Linked DNA regions of Mus musculus: regions 1, 2, 3 and 4 are each linked to region 5. The links are chromatin contacts, called in public Hi-C and HiChIP or PLAC-seq maps. All regions are on one chromosome and are shown on one strand. The core of a region is the stretch at or near the end of the contact, and the rest is flanking DNA. Distances in the headings are between cores, read along the strand shown. Region 1 has its middle 19 kb from the start of Gm36520. Region 2 has its middle 35 kb from the start of Gm36520. Region 3 has its middle 72 kb from the start of Gm36520. Region 4 has its middle 94 kb from the start of Gm36520. Region 5 has its middle 23 kb from the start of Gm36603.

What was found. HiChIP or PLAC-seq counts read pairs in DNA pulled down with a chosen protein or histone mark. A called contact is a pair of places that touch in the nucleus more often than the background predicts.
Region 1: a contact with region 5 is called in an H3K4me3 HiChIP or PLAC-seq map of forebrain, with 5 times the contacts expected there. The contact joins two enhancer-like sites. A contact is called at or near these places in 2 of 484 Hi-C or Micro-C datasets (nephron progenitors and palatal mesenchyme) and 8 of 115 datasets of contacts at active chromatin or transcription factors (the NIH/3T3 cell line, craniofacial prominence, embryonic basal ganglia and 5 more).
Region 2: a CTCF HiChIP or PLAC-seq map of the NIH/3T3 cell line shows a contact between it and region 5, with 7 read pairs. The contact joins two enhancer-like sites. A contact is called at or near these places in 5 of 39 promoter capture datasets (the HPC-7 cell line, frontonasal cranial neural crest, liver and 2 more), 3 of 15 datasets of contacts at CTCF or cohesin (CD8 T cells, the NIH/3T3 cell line and large pre-B cells), 14 of 484 Hi-C or Micro-C datasets (B cells, CD8 T cells, LSK cells and 10 more), 8 of 115 datasets of contacts at active chromatin or transcription factors (the 230-238 cell line, embryonic midbrain, embryonic stem cells and 2 more) and 1 of 9 other capture datasets (embryonic stem cells).
Region 3: a contact with region 5 is called in a Hi-C map of the N1E-115 cell line, with 4 times the contacts expected there. The contact joins two enhancer-like sites. A contact is called at or near these places in 3 of 484 Hi-C or Micro-C datasets (CD8 T cells, the N1E-115 cell line and nephron progenitors) and 3 of 115 datasets of contacts at active chromatin or transcription factors (embryonic midbrain, forebrain and stem cell-derived neural progenitor cells).
Region 4: a contact with region 5 is called in a Hi-C map of uterus, with 5 times the contacts expected there. The contact joins two enhancer-like sites. A contact is called at or near these places in 4 of 484 Hi-C or Micro-C datasets (CD8 T cells, nephron progenitors and uterus) and 4 of 115 datasets of contacts at active chromatin or transcription factors (embryonic midbrain, forebrain, stem cell-derived neural progenitor cells and 1 more).

Annotation. Positions count from the first base shown.
Region 1 is chr3:130,831,954-130,834,653 of GRCm38.p6, forward strand. No RefSeq gene overlaps it. Among named protein-coding and RNA genes, the nearest start is that of Gm36520, 19 kb to the right of the region's middle. Within about 2 kb of position 1,373, at least 20 of the 459 cell types and tissues checked have an H3K27ac peak or open chromatin away from gene starts, as enhancers often do. A contact at or near this core is called in forebrain, where this site is marked.
Region 2 is chr3:130,885,161-130,887,860 of GRCm38.p6, forward strand. No RefSeq gene overlaps it. Among named protein-coding and RNA genes, the nearest start is that of Gm36520, 35 kb to the left of the region's middle. Within about 2 kb of position 1,326, at least 45 of the 459 cell types and tissues checked have an H3K27ac peak or open chromatin away from gene starts, as enhancers often do. A contact at or near this core is called in the NIH/3T3 cell line and uterus, where this site is marked.
Region 3 is chr3:130,922,372-130,925,071 of GRCm38.p6, forward strand. No RefSeq gene overlaps it. Among named protein-coding and RNA genes, the nearest start is that of Gm36520, 72 kb to the left of the region's middle. Within about 2 kb of position 1,405, at least 27 of the 459 cell types and tissues checked have an H3K27ac peak or open chromatin away from gene starts, as enhancers often do. A contact at or near this core is called in the N1E-115 cell line, where this site is marked.
Region 4 is chr3:130,944,935-130,947,634 of GRCm38.p6, forward strand. No RefSeq gene overlaps it. Among named protein-coding and RNA genes, the nearest start is that of Gm36520, 94 kb to the left of the region's middle. Within about 2 kb of position 1,382, at least 180 of the 459 cell types and tissues checked have an H3K27ac peak or open chromatin away from gene starts, as enhancers often do. A contact at or near this core is called in CD8 T cells, forebrain, nephron progenitors and 1 more, where this site is marked.
Region 5 is chr3:131,084,118-131,086,817 of GRCm38.p6, forward strand. No RefSeq gene overlaps it. Among named protein-coding and RNA genes, the nearest start is that of Gm36603, 23 kb to the right of the region's middle. Within about 2 kb of position 1,339, at least 120 of the 459 cell types and tissues checked have an H3K27ac peak or open chromatin away from gene starts, as enhancers often do. A contact at or near this core is called in CD8 T cells, the N1E-115 cell line, the NIH/3T3 cell line and 3 more, where this site is marked.

The sequences.
Region 1 (2,700 bases), core at 123-2,622, 250 kb before region 5:
GAGCCATGGAGTAGTAGCTCACGGATGGCTGATCATGCATTGGTGGTCATGAATTACTTTTGCTTTGAGCAGATCAAGCTAGAAGCTGGGCAGGATCTGGTGAAATGGAAAAGATGACTCTTTCGTTAAGCAGTGATGAGCACTTAATTGTGTGTTATGACTTACTAAAAGCAAGTAAGCATTATTTGAAATAAACTCAGAGGATGAGTACAGGCAGTGTGTTCCAATGGGACACGTATTGTGTGGCAAGAGCGGAGATATTCCGCAACATAGACGCAAAGAGTTTGGCCAGATTAATGCTGATTTCTTTTATAACAAACAAACTGACTCTTAAAGATACTTTACATATATTTATATCATATATCAAATATATATATATGCATACACAACACACAAAGTACAGGATAAAGAGAATCTAAGCAAGAAGACTATACAGCACAATGCTTAATTATCCATAGGAATACACATATATTTTTATTACCTTATTAGGATTTCAGGGGCACTGGGGTGTAGAAGACAGAATAGATAGGACAGTGACTGGCAAAGAATCAGCTCGACTACATGGTTATAGCCACCTATTGTTTCTGACTAGCCTGACACATTAAAATTGATTGATTGATTGATTGATTGATTGATTGATTGAGACAGGGTCTCACTATGTAGATCTGGCTGTCCTAGAACTCACTCTGTAGACCAGGCTGGCCTCAAACTCACAGAGATCCATCTGCCTCTGCCTGATGAGTGCTGGGATTAGAGATGTGTACCACTACAGCCAGCTTCCTGCATTAAACGTCGACATATTTAACGTCTGATGACTTTGCCTCAGCTTGTTTGCTTCTGTTACTCGCTAGGTCCCATGGAGCTAAGTTTCCCTACCTCGATTCTCTCCTTGTGTTTAGAGTTCAGCCTGCTTAAGTTTAAATGGACAAGATGGTGTTATCTCTCTTCTTGTCCAGATTTGCAGTAAAGACTGTAATTCCTTTGGAATCCTATTGTCTCCTCCTGATAGCTGTAGTAAGTTGAGTGTCTGGAGACCATCTGAAGTTTCACAGTGGTGGCAGGACCACACTTGTCCTCTGCTGCTTCAGAAAAAAAAAATGTAATCCTACACGTGACACTCCAGTGTGCTTTGAGAAGCCACTCGAAGCAAGATAAAGCCATGTCCTCAGAGCAGGGGCAACTTCAGCAGATGGGAGGGGTGCGGTAAGATGAAGTCCTTTGGAACAACCTTCTAGCAGGAAGCACCAGCCAACCTTCATTGCCTCTCTCAGTGCGGACGTGTTTTTCAAGCAGGCTGCTCCGTGGACTTCTGACCTTTCCCCATTCTCTCCCCCAGTCACACCCTTCCACCCTGCAGCCACTGAACAAGAGCATGCGATCAATTCAGGTGCACAAACTGTTCATGCGACAGTGCGAGGAATCTCAAAGTACAGACACCATAGAGATTACGTGAGTTACAAGCACAAAGCCTCCTATTACTAAATTAGCTTGGCACAGGTTTAAAGAGTTTAATTTTGCTCAACAAACATTAAACAGTCCCTTCCTCAAGCTCCCCGTTTCCCTCCCCCAACTCCAAGCCTTTGTATTCACTATCCTGTCTTTATTCTTACAAAGATTTTTGTTGGTCTTTCACCAAAAGTCCATTTTCATTTCCTGGAATAACGAAAGCATATGCCATCCGGCAGACACATCAGCCCACTGAGCCTGAAAGCACCTCCTTTGTGTGGAAGACCTCCTAATCCCTGGCATTACCTTCTGGGGGCATCTTATTGGTTAGGCTGTGGCAGGCTTATGCGACTCTGCTGAACTTTGTCACAGTCTTGGTCACCTTGGTTCTCTACAGATCACACTGTTTTTCATGTCCCATAGTCCCCTGAAAAGCCTCAGTGTGTGTGTGCATTTCTTTTTTATTAGCAGATGGCCCTCCCCCTGAATGCGTCATTAACTGTAGCCCAGAGCTCTGTTCTGCCAAGCATGGCCCAACAACACCGGGTCTTGTAGACAGTGACCTCCTCCTCTCTGTTCCTCCCACCAGGAGGATCCTGCGTCCCCTGAGTCTTATGAGGAAGGAAGAGTTAAAAGAGCTTTGCTACAGAGTTCATAGGCGAGGGGCATAAAAATTGTCTAATTCTAAAACATGAAATTGAAGGTACAAGAGAAAGTGAATAAACATGCTGTAATTATGTCAGGGGTCTGTGGGATTATACATATGACGTTTCAAGTTTCCTTCTTATTCTTTTTCCCGTAAATGTTCACATGCATCGCTTTATAATTAGGAAAAGTACTGTTTATGAAGTGAGATTAAAGTCAATTCTAGATCACCCAGTAATGGCATGGTGGGGAGGGCAGGTCTGGGGGTTGCTTCCTAGCCTGCTGTTCCTTAGGATTTTCATTCTTCTTATTAGTGTACTTATATTTCCCTTTATTTAGTGTTCACTGAATATCTATATACTTCTAATTCCCAGGCTTTTGTAGGGTTGGACTGGGGGTATGACCCTGTACATAAACAACAACCATCATGACCAAGTTGAAAACTTAGCAACCAGAGTACCTTTGTATTAGTGAGTGTTGACCAGAGAAAAGAACCAATAGGAAGAGACAGACAGACAGACAGACAGACATGCAGACAGACAGACAGATATGATATGGGCATAGCTGATATAAAGATATAGATATGAAGGTATAAGTTTCACTCTGAGT
Region 2 (2,700 bases), core at 76-2,575, 200 kb before region 5:
TCAATTGAAGGAGACAAAGTACACCCCTACCCGCGCGGATTCAAATGACCCCAAACGACCCCATTCCCTCAAATACCAACTCTGTACCACCTCATTAACATAGAAAACAGGCATTCTGCTGGACACTCTATGAGGTGATACACAGCAGGGCCCACTGAGTGTTCCAGCTGTAAATTACACGCTACTGGTGCTGAAGGTGTGCACAGTCAAGTGCTAGGGGACAAGCATCCAGGATGGTACTGTGGATGAAGGACAAGAATGGATGCACGAGATACTGAGAAAATGGGATCTTCAAGCGCTCCAGTCCAATGTGAGAGGTGCTAGAAGTTATGGGGTGTGTTTTGCTTATTCACGGAAGATGGGCGTGCTGAAGACAGGGAAAGTTCTCATTTTTGATCGTTAATAAAAAAAATAAAATAAAAGCTATATTTTGGGTGTAGCTTCAACTGTGTCCATTCGGAGCACATGAGTGTCGCCACAGCAGAGTCCATGAGACTGCCCTTGAGGTGAAGAAACATCTGCAGCTTTGATGCTCTAAGCATAAAGCTTTGACACTGTTTTCCTGGAAGCCACTCCTTCCCACCTTTCAGTGTTATAATTCTCCACTTCTCCTATGCAGAGGACACACTGCCTCCCCCCACCCCCACCCGGAGAGCCAGGAAAGCTACCTGCACTCCTGTGCATTCACTTTGGAAATCTGTTTGATTCTTTTGCTTTGGAGCTGTAAGTACCCAAGTTGATCCCTCCCAAATCCACACAACAGGCAAATACTTTTCAAACTGAGACATCTACTCAGCCCTCTGCGGGACTTGAAGGGTGAGCTGAACTTCGTGGAGTCAGCACAGGGAGAGGGGCCCAACCTAAAGGAATTCCTTTTCAAATGACTTGATTTGAAATACCACATGGCCTAAATAAAACAAACGGGTGACTGAGCAGGCTCACTCTGTGTGTGTTCTTGCCTGTTCTTAACCTAGAAAACTCGAAGACAGGACCACTCTCATGCTGTGACTCAGAAGTGACAACCCCAGGTCAGCATTTCCACCCCACTCCCTGAGATTGCTGTCCTCTGAGTCAGGCGAGGAGTAGGGATCTGGAAGGAATGGTGCCCTCCTCCATTACTGCGACGGCAGTGACTTCTATGTATTTACTTGGCAGTATTTTTTTAATTACTTAAGGAATGCCTGTTTGTTTTCAAGAACAGCACTTGGACAGTGAAACAAAGCAGAAAAGAGAAATAAAAGTTACTTATAGTCACATCTCGGAGTATACCTGCGTGTAAATTTGTTTGTTCTCTAGTACACATTTATGTGTTAGCTGCAGCCTCTCTATGACTAATGCCACATGTCTCCTGTTCTTCCCAAGGCTGTGTTAGTTGTCACAGCTGAAGATCTAATGCTATTATATTATTATTAATAACCCACCAATTTCCTTCAAGTACTGGTGCTCCTCCAAGATTCCACTCAAGACACAGAATTATGTTAAATCAGTATGTCCCAGTGGTCTCCTCCTCCTCTTCCTCCTCCTCCTCTTCCTTCTCCTCTTCCTCTTCTTTTAATGAGATTTATTTATTTTATATATGTGAATACACTGTCGCTGTCTTCAGACACACCAGAAGAGGGCATCCAATTCCATTACAGATGATTGTGAGCCACCATGTGGTTGCTGGGAATTGAACTCAGGATCTCTGGAAGAGCAGTCAGTGTTCTTAACTGCTGAGCCATCTCTCTAGCCCCCTAATTCTCTTCTTGTATGTTCTAGTTTCTCACACTGTTCTTTCCTTTTCATAGACTTGACTTTTTTTTTTAAATCCTCAGACATTTTATGAGACGACCTTTCATTTGTTTGTCTGGTGTTTTGTTCACACCTCTCAAAATGGTTAGGCAGGATTAGCAATCATCAGGAGGAGGGCAGTTGAGGGAAAATCTTCGTTTCCTCACATACTGATAGACACGTGTGCCGTCATCCCAGCTTGCCAATGACGATGCAAGGGATGCTAGGTTCATCACCTGGGGGAAGTTGTGTTTGCTGGGCTTCTTTGCTGCAAACTTCCTTTTCCTATCTTTTTGTAACCTCCCCATTGGAAACAAGTCACCAAGCACAGCCAATTTGAAGTTTAAGGAGTCCTACCACCTCAAGGGATATGTCTACATAAGCTGGGACAAATATTTCAGTTTGGGGTCTATAGAGATAGTTTAGTTGGTTAAAAAGAAAACTACCTGTTGCACAAGCATGAGGATCTGCACTCCTTGGTTGGTCTCTTAACCTCTTCCTTGATTAAGAAAACCAATTTGCATGCATTAAAGTTCACTCTTTGTGCTTGGAAATTCTCCTGGTTTGACAACTGTGTGTAAAATCATGTTTCTCTCCTCACAGAGCCTTGCAGATTGGTTCTATAATCTTAAACAAAATCTCCTGGGTTTCCCACAACTAAATGCCACTTCATCCCTAAACTGTAGGTAGCCACTGATCTGTTTCCTGTTGGTAATGTGGACTTTTCCCTGGGAATCATGGGAATACATGCAGTGTTGAGCCTTTTGACCCCAGCTTCCTTCACTAACGCAATGCATCTGTGACTCGCTCACATCAGGGTGTGACGTCATAACAATTTTTTTCTAATCCTAAGTAGCATTCTGTTGCCTGGATACACAGTGGTCTACTCATCCTTTCACCTGCTGCTGGTTACTTACATCCATGCTAGGC
Region 3 (2,700 bases), core at 155-2,654, 160 kb before region 5:
ATTCACAAGACTACGCACACATGCACACACGCACGCACAAGCACACTCACATGAACACACACTTTGAAATAGTAAAACAACATCTTTTTAAAAAAATAATAGCAGTAAATAAAAAGGGGGAGGGTGTCTTGAAAAGTAGCCCACTCTACTCCAAAAAAAGAAAGCACCTTTAACAAGGCAGTGTGTGTCCAATATGAATAGAAAAATATGGTGGGTTTCCGGATCTATAGACTCAGGAGTTACAGGCTCAACTGTGCGCTGGCTTTGGATGTAGCAGGTATGTTCTCTACCTCAGGCTTGCTCTCCAGGAGAGAAAACAAAATAATCACACCTACTAATCTCTGAGTGGCAATTGGTGGATTTAACAGTGCCCTGAAAATGAGTCTTTTCTGTTTTACGAAGCACTTCATTCAAAGGCTCATTTGGCTAATTAAAAAAAAAAAAGCCATTTTTCACTTGTGTTTGAAGCTAGCCCATTATTCTTTTGCATTTGGTTCCATCCAGTTTCCCTGGAGCTGGGATTGCTTCTGAGGACGGATGGTCCGTGGCTGTTACTAGGAAAGGGAGAGCTCATGAATTCAGACCATCCTTGATGATGAAATGAACTGTAATCATGCCCGAGATCAAAGTGCTTAAGGAGCAGCAGCCCGTGAGTGGGCCATAGTGCTGTGGCCTGGCTCGCTGCAGAAGAGGATTAGGAAACGTCACTTAAGTCGCCAGAAAGGTTTCCACAGACTAGCATGCTATGCATTTAGTTGTTTATGAGATTCCTGAATGAAAGGCACTTTGGACTGACACATGAGTCTCCCTCAGAAGAAACAGTGCTAGCAGATATCCCCCACCGGGAGAGAAAAGGCTTTAAACTAGCGGCATTAGCAAAAGCGAAGCCATTCTTAACTCCTGGGCAGGGAGAAGACCACGGGATGAAAGATCCTGAGAGAAAGGGACGCAGAAGAAGCAGACAGGAGCGTGCCTCTGTCTTTCCCCTGTAGCTTCAGAAGCACAGATTCTCCTTCTAGGGAAAAGCAAATCTCTCTTTTTCTACATGGTGAACTTGACGCAAACCAGCCCCTGGATTGAGGCAGGAGCCCCTCCCTGCCGGGCCTCCTAGCAGCAAAGATGCGGGCCGGAATGGAAAGCAGATGCGGTTCAGAAGCGCTCCAGAGCTTTGCCCGTCTTGAAAAGATGTCAAGGAGTATTTGCGTCCCGTCTGTGGAAAAAGCAGAGACCGTCTCTTGAAGGATGAATGAAAAATGACTACAAAGAGTTAATTTGAAACCAATCAAGCCCCCAGGTTCATCTACTGCTGCAGAAATCCTTCTAGTTTAATGATGAATCATTTTCAAAGCAGCGCCGATCCTTTGGAGGGGAATTCCGCCTCTCGCAGCTGTACAGTCTGCCCTGAAGTGCTGTGCCTTCTCGCCCACCTGCTCTTTGCACAACAGCGTGGACTTCCCAGGACTGAGAGTGTGCCAAGCTGGCTGAGCCCTCACAAGGGCATCCTCAGCCTCCAAGCCCCCGAGTGCTGGGGGACACATATCCCAAACTCTTAGAGGCAGGCAGAGAGCAGCGTGGTAGAGCCACACAACCATGCTGCAAATGCCACAGAGTCCTGGCTTTTCAGAGAACCCGCTCGGATTCTCTGTGGTAGATCTGTTAACCTAACTGAAGCAATTGCCTTGAAAGTAATACTTGCTAAATGCACTTATTTAAAAAAAAAAACACTTGAAAACCCCTAAACAAAATTCCCATTTCATATTCTAAGTGCAATCTTTGACGCCACTGAAGACTTTGGTCTGCTTTAAGTGGGGGTGGTGCTAACAGGCTCTTGTTCTAAGCTGTGACTTTTAAAAGCTCTCTTAAACAAAAACAAACAAACAAACAAACAAAAAACAAGCAAAAAACAAACAAGAACAAAAACCCCATCTCCATTGAGTAGCTCATGGCTCTTGTTTCCTCTTTATCCAAATTCCACCCATCAGAATGTTTAGAAATTCAAACACATTTGGTTATCGACAAAGAATTTGGAGACTAATTTAATTGGAAAGAATTTGGAAAGCACCTTTAACAAGGCAGTGTGTGTCCATTTTTGCCGTTGAGAGTGTCCGTAGTTCCATCCCACTGGGAAGAGATTCTGAGACCTGGCCCTTGACAGTGAAATGCACCTCGTTCCCTCCTTTGACAAGCTCTCTTCCCGCTGGAGGCATCTGAGAGCCACTTATTTCCTTTAGTAGCAGAGGAACTTTGGACCGAATTACCTGTTTTCCTGGAATCTAATCATCTCTCCTGAACTGAATTTAGCTCAGTGCTCGAGACATAACTTTATCTCCATCCTCAACCCTCTCCCAGGTCTCCCCCAGCTCACCTCGAACCTCAAACTCAGGGATAAACAATGCATGTGGCTCTCTTAGCTGGTGACGCTGTTATGGATCCGTAATGACGACATAAGACAGGAAGCTGGATTTTATTGGGCCTAAGTGAATAAGATTTGACATTACCACCCCGAGCATCAGAATCTCACGTGCTTTCTCTCCACCAGTCTCTGCCTGGCTGTAAAGAAGACAAAGATCTCTGTTTACGCTGTGGCATCCTATAATTTAGAAAACTATAAAATGCAGCGCATGAGTGTTACTCAGACAGCACTGACGGATCATCGGGAAGAGCTGCCCTCAGCAGAGTATAAACGTGTACCTGTCTGGC
Region 4 (2,700 bases), core at 132-2,631, 140 kb before region 5:
CAAAGGAAGACCCTCAGAATGATGTCTTTAAACTCAATACAAATATTGTCCCCCAAACAGGAGATCTGCAGAATACTAGACTTTGCATATATTAGAAGAATTTCTCAGGTCACAGCAAGACTAATCTTTAACATCACAAGATTCATTCATTCATTCATTCAATGTATTTGATATCTAAAAAGCAGCTTTATTTTTATGGCAGTCTGGAGCTCAGAGGAAAAGGAACATTGTGGCAGTAAGAGATGGGCTCTGTAGACATTCAAATCTCTGGTCACCGTAACCTTTTCAAGCCACACTTACTTCATAGAATCATTGTGGATTGATTGGCAGAGTCCTCAGATGAGAACACTGACAATCCAGGTTGACTGTAAAAGAGAACAATAATTTCAAGTGTGAAGGAAACGTTCCAGATTAAAAAAACAAAAAAAACAAAACAAAACAAACAAACAAAAACACAGTGTATGCTGTCTAGATCCTTATAAACATATTTCCTCTTCATGAAGACAACTGTCACACTTCCTTCCCTGAAGTGTATGCTGTTAAGCTTATTTACTTCCTGGTACTCAGAATAGGTTTTTCTCCAGCAGTCTGGGAAGGCAGCCGGGTGGGTGGGTGGCTTTGGGGCCCACACTGGACCAGCATCTGAGTCGCAACAAATCCCATATTGTCCAGACCCTAATGAAATTGCTTCTGGCGTCGCCAGGAAAGTGTTTACTCGCCTCTAAATTAACTCCATTGTCCATCCGAGAGAAGAAAGTAAGTCAGCTATCAAAAGGGAAAAAAACAAAAAACAGAAAACAAAAAATGAGGCAGGCACGGAGTTCTTGCTTACAGCAGTAGGTTTTATTGTTTTGTTGTTGTTATTTTGGTTTTAAAGGGTTGTTTTTCCACAAGTTCCTTTATGTCCTAAGACAAAGTCCCTTCTCGTGGCTCTCTGTCCCGTAATGACATTTCTCAGAACAGCCTTGGGCTCCTGGTCGCTGTCCCGTTGTGCGCCACCACCACCCCTCCCCACTTCATCCCCCATGGCTGCACGCAGAAACCTTTTCCTCAAGTGATGGACTCCTGTTTTGCAGCCAGTCAGCACCTGCTCTCAAAACCTGATCCCTCCCTGGTTTGTTTCAAGTGGAGCCAGGGGATCCGGACTTAATTAGCAGTGATATATCTCTCATACTGATCAGTTCCATCCAGCTTCCCCCTGGGGCCCCAGATTTGTCTCTATTTGGAATCCCCGTGCTTGCTGGGCGGCTGGTGTTTGCAGTTAGCTGGCAGCCGCTCGCTCGCTCGCTTGCTCGCTTGCTCGCTTGCTCGGAGAGCACGCCGGGTGGGAACACTCGCCGGGTGGCGGAGCAGGCAGCCTTTGGCGGGGCTGGGGAGGAGACAAGTCCTGGCGGCTTCCTTCAGCCCAGTGCCCACAGCCAAAGGCCAGGCTGGGAGACAGCCCCTCCTCAGACACCGGAAGAGACTCGGGGAGGCTGGGAATGGCTGGAGACGGTGGTCACCCTCACTCAAGGAAGCTCCGTGGCATGGCAGAGGCCTGGATGTCGCGAGTTTGCAAATGGCCTTTTGGGCTGCTGAGGAAGGATTTCTTTCTTTCTTTCTTTCTTTCTTTCTTTCTTTCTTTCTTTCTTTCTTTCTTTCTTTCTTTTTCAGGAGGGGAAACCGCCTCCTGCTCTGTACCATCTCGAGCCAAAATAACATGTTTTGGCAACCATTATTTGGCAATTAGGGCCTCAGCTCACTGAAAGCATTCTTCCATGCAAAATATGCCTTGGAAAGAAAACACTAAACCACATCTGAGTGAAAATATAGGAAGTCAACAAAGGGGTGACTGAGCAGGGAGAGTCAGCAGGAGCGCTTTGGAGGAGGGCGCAGTTGGCAACTAGACCTTTCCATTGCCCTGACTCCAACTCTACCCCAGTCTAGGCAAGGCTCGAAGACTTAGCATAACAGCATACTGCGTGCTGGGCTCCATTCCCTGGCCCCCCAAACAGCCTTCCCGGCAGGATCTAAAGAAAGGCAAAAGATAGGGTATGTCTGCAGGTCAGTTCACCCCACCCCCCAGCCACCCCCACCCTCCCAGCTACACACATATACAATCTGCAAGACTGAGCAGGGGACGGGAACAACGGGTACAGGGACCCTTCTAGGTACTGACTGACTCCTCTCTCATCCTAACACTGCTCCCTTTCAGCCAGTGTGAGAGCAGAGAGATTGCTCTTCCCACGGTCCCATGGAAACCGCATCCTTTGATAAAGAGAACCGCCAAGCAGGTTAACATCCATCAGGTACAACCGGACAGAAGCAAGGAGATTATGACTCAGGGCATGTTGCGTTTTCTGGTGTGTTCCAAGCATATGTGTTGCCATATGCTCTGGTCTACTGTCACACACAGTCTGCTGTGTTCATTCTTTACTGTCCTTGCTCAATTCCCCGATCTGTTGCCTGGTGAGAAACTGTAAAGATTGGGCTTTGAAGGCAGGAAGCAATACCCAATTACACCTTGCACACAATAATACGCCTCTACAGTGGGCCCGACAAAACCACATCCTCCACTCAGCTGTCACAGCGTAGGGCAGACACAGGGCCAAGACACCTGGACTCCCCTCCCTTGTAAACACAACTACCACCTGTAGGCTAGCTCCAGAAGAAATGTTAGTGGATGTCCTGTGGACAGAGACAACCAAAGTGGTTCTCATC
Region 5 (2,700 bases), core at 89-2,588:
GTAAAAATTACCCAAGCATCTGCTAAGAAGGTAGGTGACATAAAGTAGGGGACAGTGCTACAAACACACAGAACACAGTGGCTCCATACTGACCGGCAGTGAAAGGCAGCTCTAGACTACATTTAAAACAGAAAGGCAAACAATAGAGGTTGGAGTGGTGGCTCAGCTATTAAGAAAGTTGCTACAGCCCCAGGGGATCCAATGCCCTTTTGTGTGTGTGTGTGTGTGTGTGTGTGTGCATACGCACAGAAAAATACACATACATACCCATAAATGCAAAAATGTATGTGTGTGAATATGTCTGTGCTCTATGTGTGTGTGTCTATGTGTGTGTGTTCCTTTGGGTGTCTGTGTGTGTCTGTGTGTATGTCTGTATATGCCTCTGTGTGTGTTCGTGTTATGTGTTTATAATTGGATATAAAACCTGTTTAGGGATACTTCCTGGGGAAAAAGATACAGAATGAGACTCAGTGAGAATTTGGTCTTATTTATACAGAGAAATGAACTTTAATTTCATTTGAAATGAAGAAACTAAACAACGTTAATTTTAAGGAACTCGATCAAAAGCTACCCAAACTCATTTCTGGGAGGAGAAAGACTTGAAAACAAATAGAGCCACCTGGGTCTGTAGGCCCTTAGCTGTGATCCTAGGCAGTCTCCGCCCGCCCGCTAGGAAAACATTGTGTTAAACCCCCAAAGCCTCCCAGCTCTGTTGTTAAGGTAATTGTGTTTACTGTTTTCCAAACAAAGTAATTTGGATCAGAAAAGTAAATGTGCTCTGTCTTCAGGTTCTTTGATGTCATCTTCGTCCTTGCTGGAGCGCGGGTGCTGACCCACAGCTCCATAGCCGGGCCGCCCTGGGCGGGACACACAGATTCTATAAGCATTACCATAGCTACGCCACTCCGCCTGGGATAATGATGTAAACCAAATAAGCTATAAGGAAAATCAAATTGGAAATGAAACGGTGGACCCTAGGAAACACAGGCTGTTTTTGCTGTTTCGTTTTTTCCTTTGAACGCGTGTGTGGCAATGGCTTGGAGCGTGGTGAAATTGCAGGACGATTTTTAGTGTGGGTGAAATCTTCCCCGAAAATAACATCTGATAGCGGCGAGAGGTACGTCTGAGACTTCGAGAGCCGGGCTCTGACCCTCTAAGCCTATCAGATGATTTCCCTCCCTCATGACCCCTGCTCAACCTCGTATCAGCTCTAAATGTGATTTGGGGGGTTTTAGGTTCCTAAGACTTGGAAACTGGTAACTGCTTAGTCATTCCGCCAGATCTCCAGGCAAAGGGCTGAGCCGCCGGCTGCATTAGTTGAACGTTCTGAGTCATCCTTCCGCGGCCCTCCAGAGAGTGGGTCACCTACCATCTCTGCTGCCCCCAAGCCACCCACAGTCATCCCTTTCTAGTGATGTCACCTAAAGCTAACTCCCTTCTACCAGCCCCCACCTCCCGTCCTTTCGAGCTTCTCTTTCCACCCTGTTTTTCCTTGTAATGATAAATTTGTATATGGAAATTATTTTAAGAAGAAAAGAAAATTAGAAAAAAAAAAAAAGGTTAAAAAGGAATTTGCTAAATTAGCCTTTGCTCATTTCATACCCAAAGCCTAAGCTTCCATAACGGTGTCTAAGTCCTTGGTGACTTTTTCTTTTTCTTTTCTTTTTCTTTTTTCTTTTTTTCCCTCTCCCATTACTGTGTGTACTTGCTATAAAAACATTCCTTTAGACTTTAGAAATTCTAAATAAAACAAGAACAAAAGAGTGCTCCTTCTTTTTAACTCCCCACCCAAATGTTACCATTGTAAATCAAGGTAGCCAAGTAAATTAACCGCTGGCATTTAAATGCTTGCTGTCCCAAATATTTATTCCTTCCCACTCCCCCAAATTTGTTTTATATAAAACAATGATCATAAAAACAATAAATATTCATTCTTTGTCTACTTAAATTTTTAGATCAAAGCACTGTGTGGCCCAAATCCTGAACAGGATTTGGCAACAGGAAGCCGTCCACTTCCCCACAGCAACCTGACCAAATTTGGTCTCCGTTTATCTCTACCCGCTGGCAGTGCGGACGTGCTGAGCGCCGCACGTGTGTGGGGCACACTTCACCCCTGGGGTGGCAGGAGAATTGGGATTGGAACACATGTGGTACCCAACAGACCTGAGTTTGAATCAAAGTGCTGTCACCGATGGTCACCTGCTCTTAGAAGCTACAATTCAGTTTAGTCTTGAGTATGAGAAAGAAGTGTCCACTTCAGGGGGGATTCAAGGATGGTGGGACGGCCTGGGCCTCTATAGGCATCAGGGGTGCTATCTGGGAGGTTTCTGGGATGTGGGGTCCCAGGTGCAAGTAAGAGGTCACAGGAAGGGCCGTACTTAGGGGTCATACCTAGACAATCTCCTCTTCTACATGGTCCATCCACCATGATCTTCTGGTTTACCATAGGTCCAGAATCAATGGAGCCAAAGAAGGTAGATGGGGGCCCCCTGAAACTGGGAGCAAAATAAACCATTTTTCCTTATAAGTGGTCTACTCTGACGCTCTGGTCTCACACACACACACACACACACACACACACACACACACAGAGAGAGAGAGAGAGAAAAGTAACCGAATCTTACGCACAAGACTCCCTGGTGTGTGTGTGTGTGTGTGTGTGTGTGTGTGTGTGTTTGCTTCCTTCAGCTAGAATGTGAA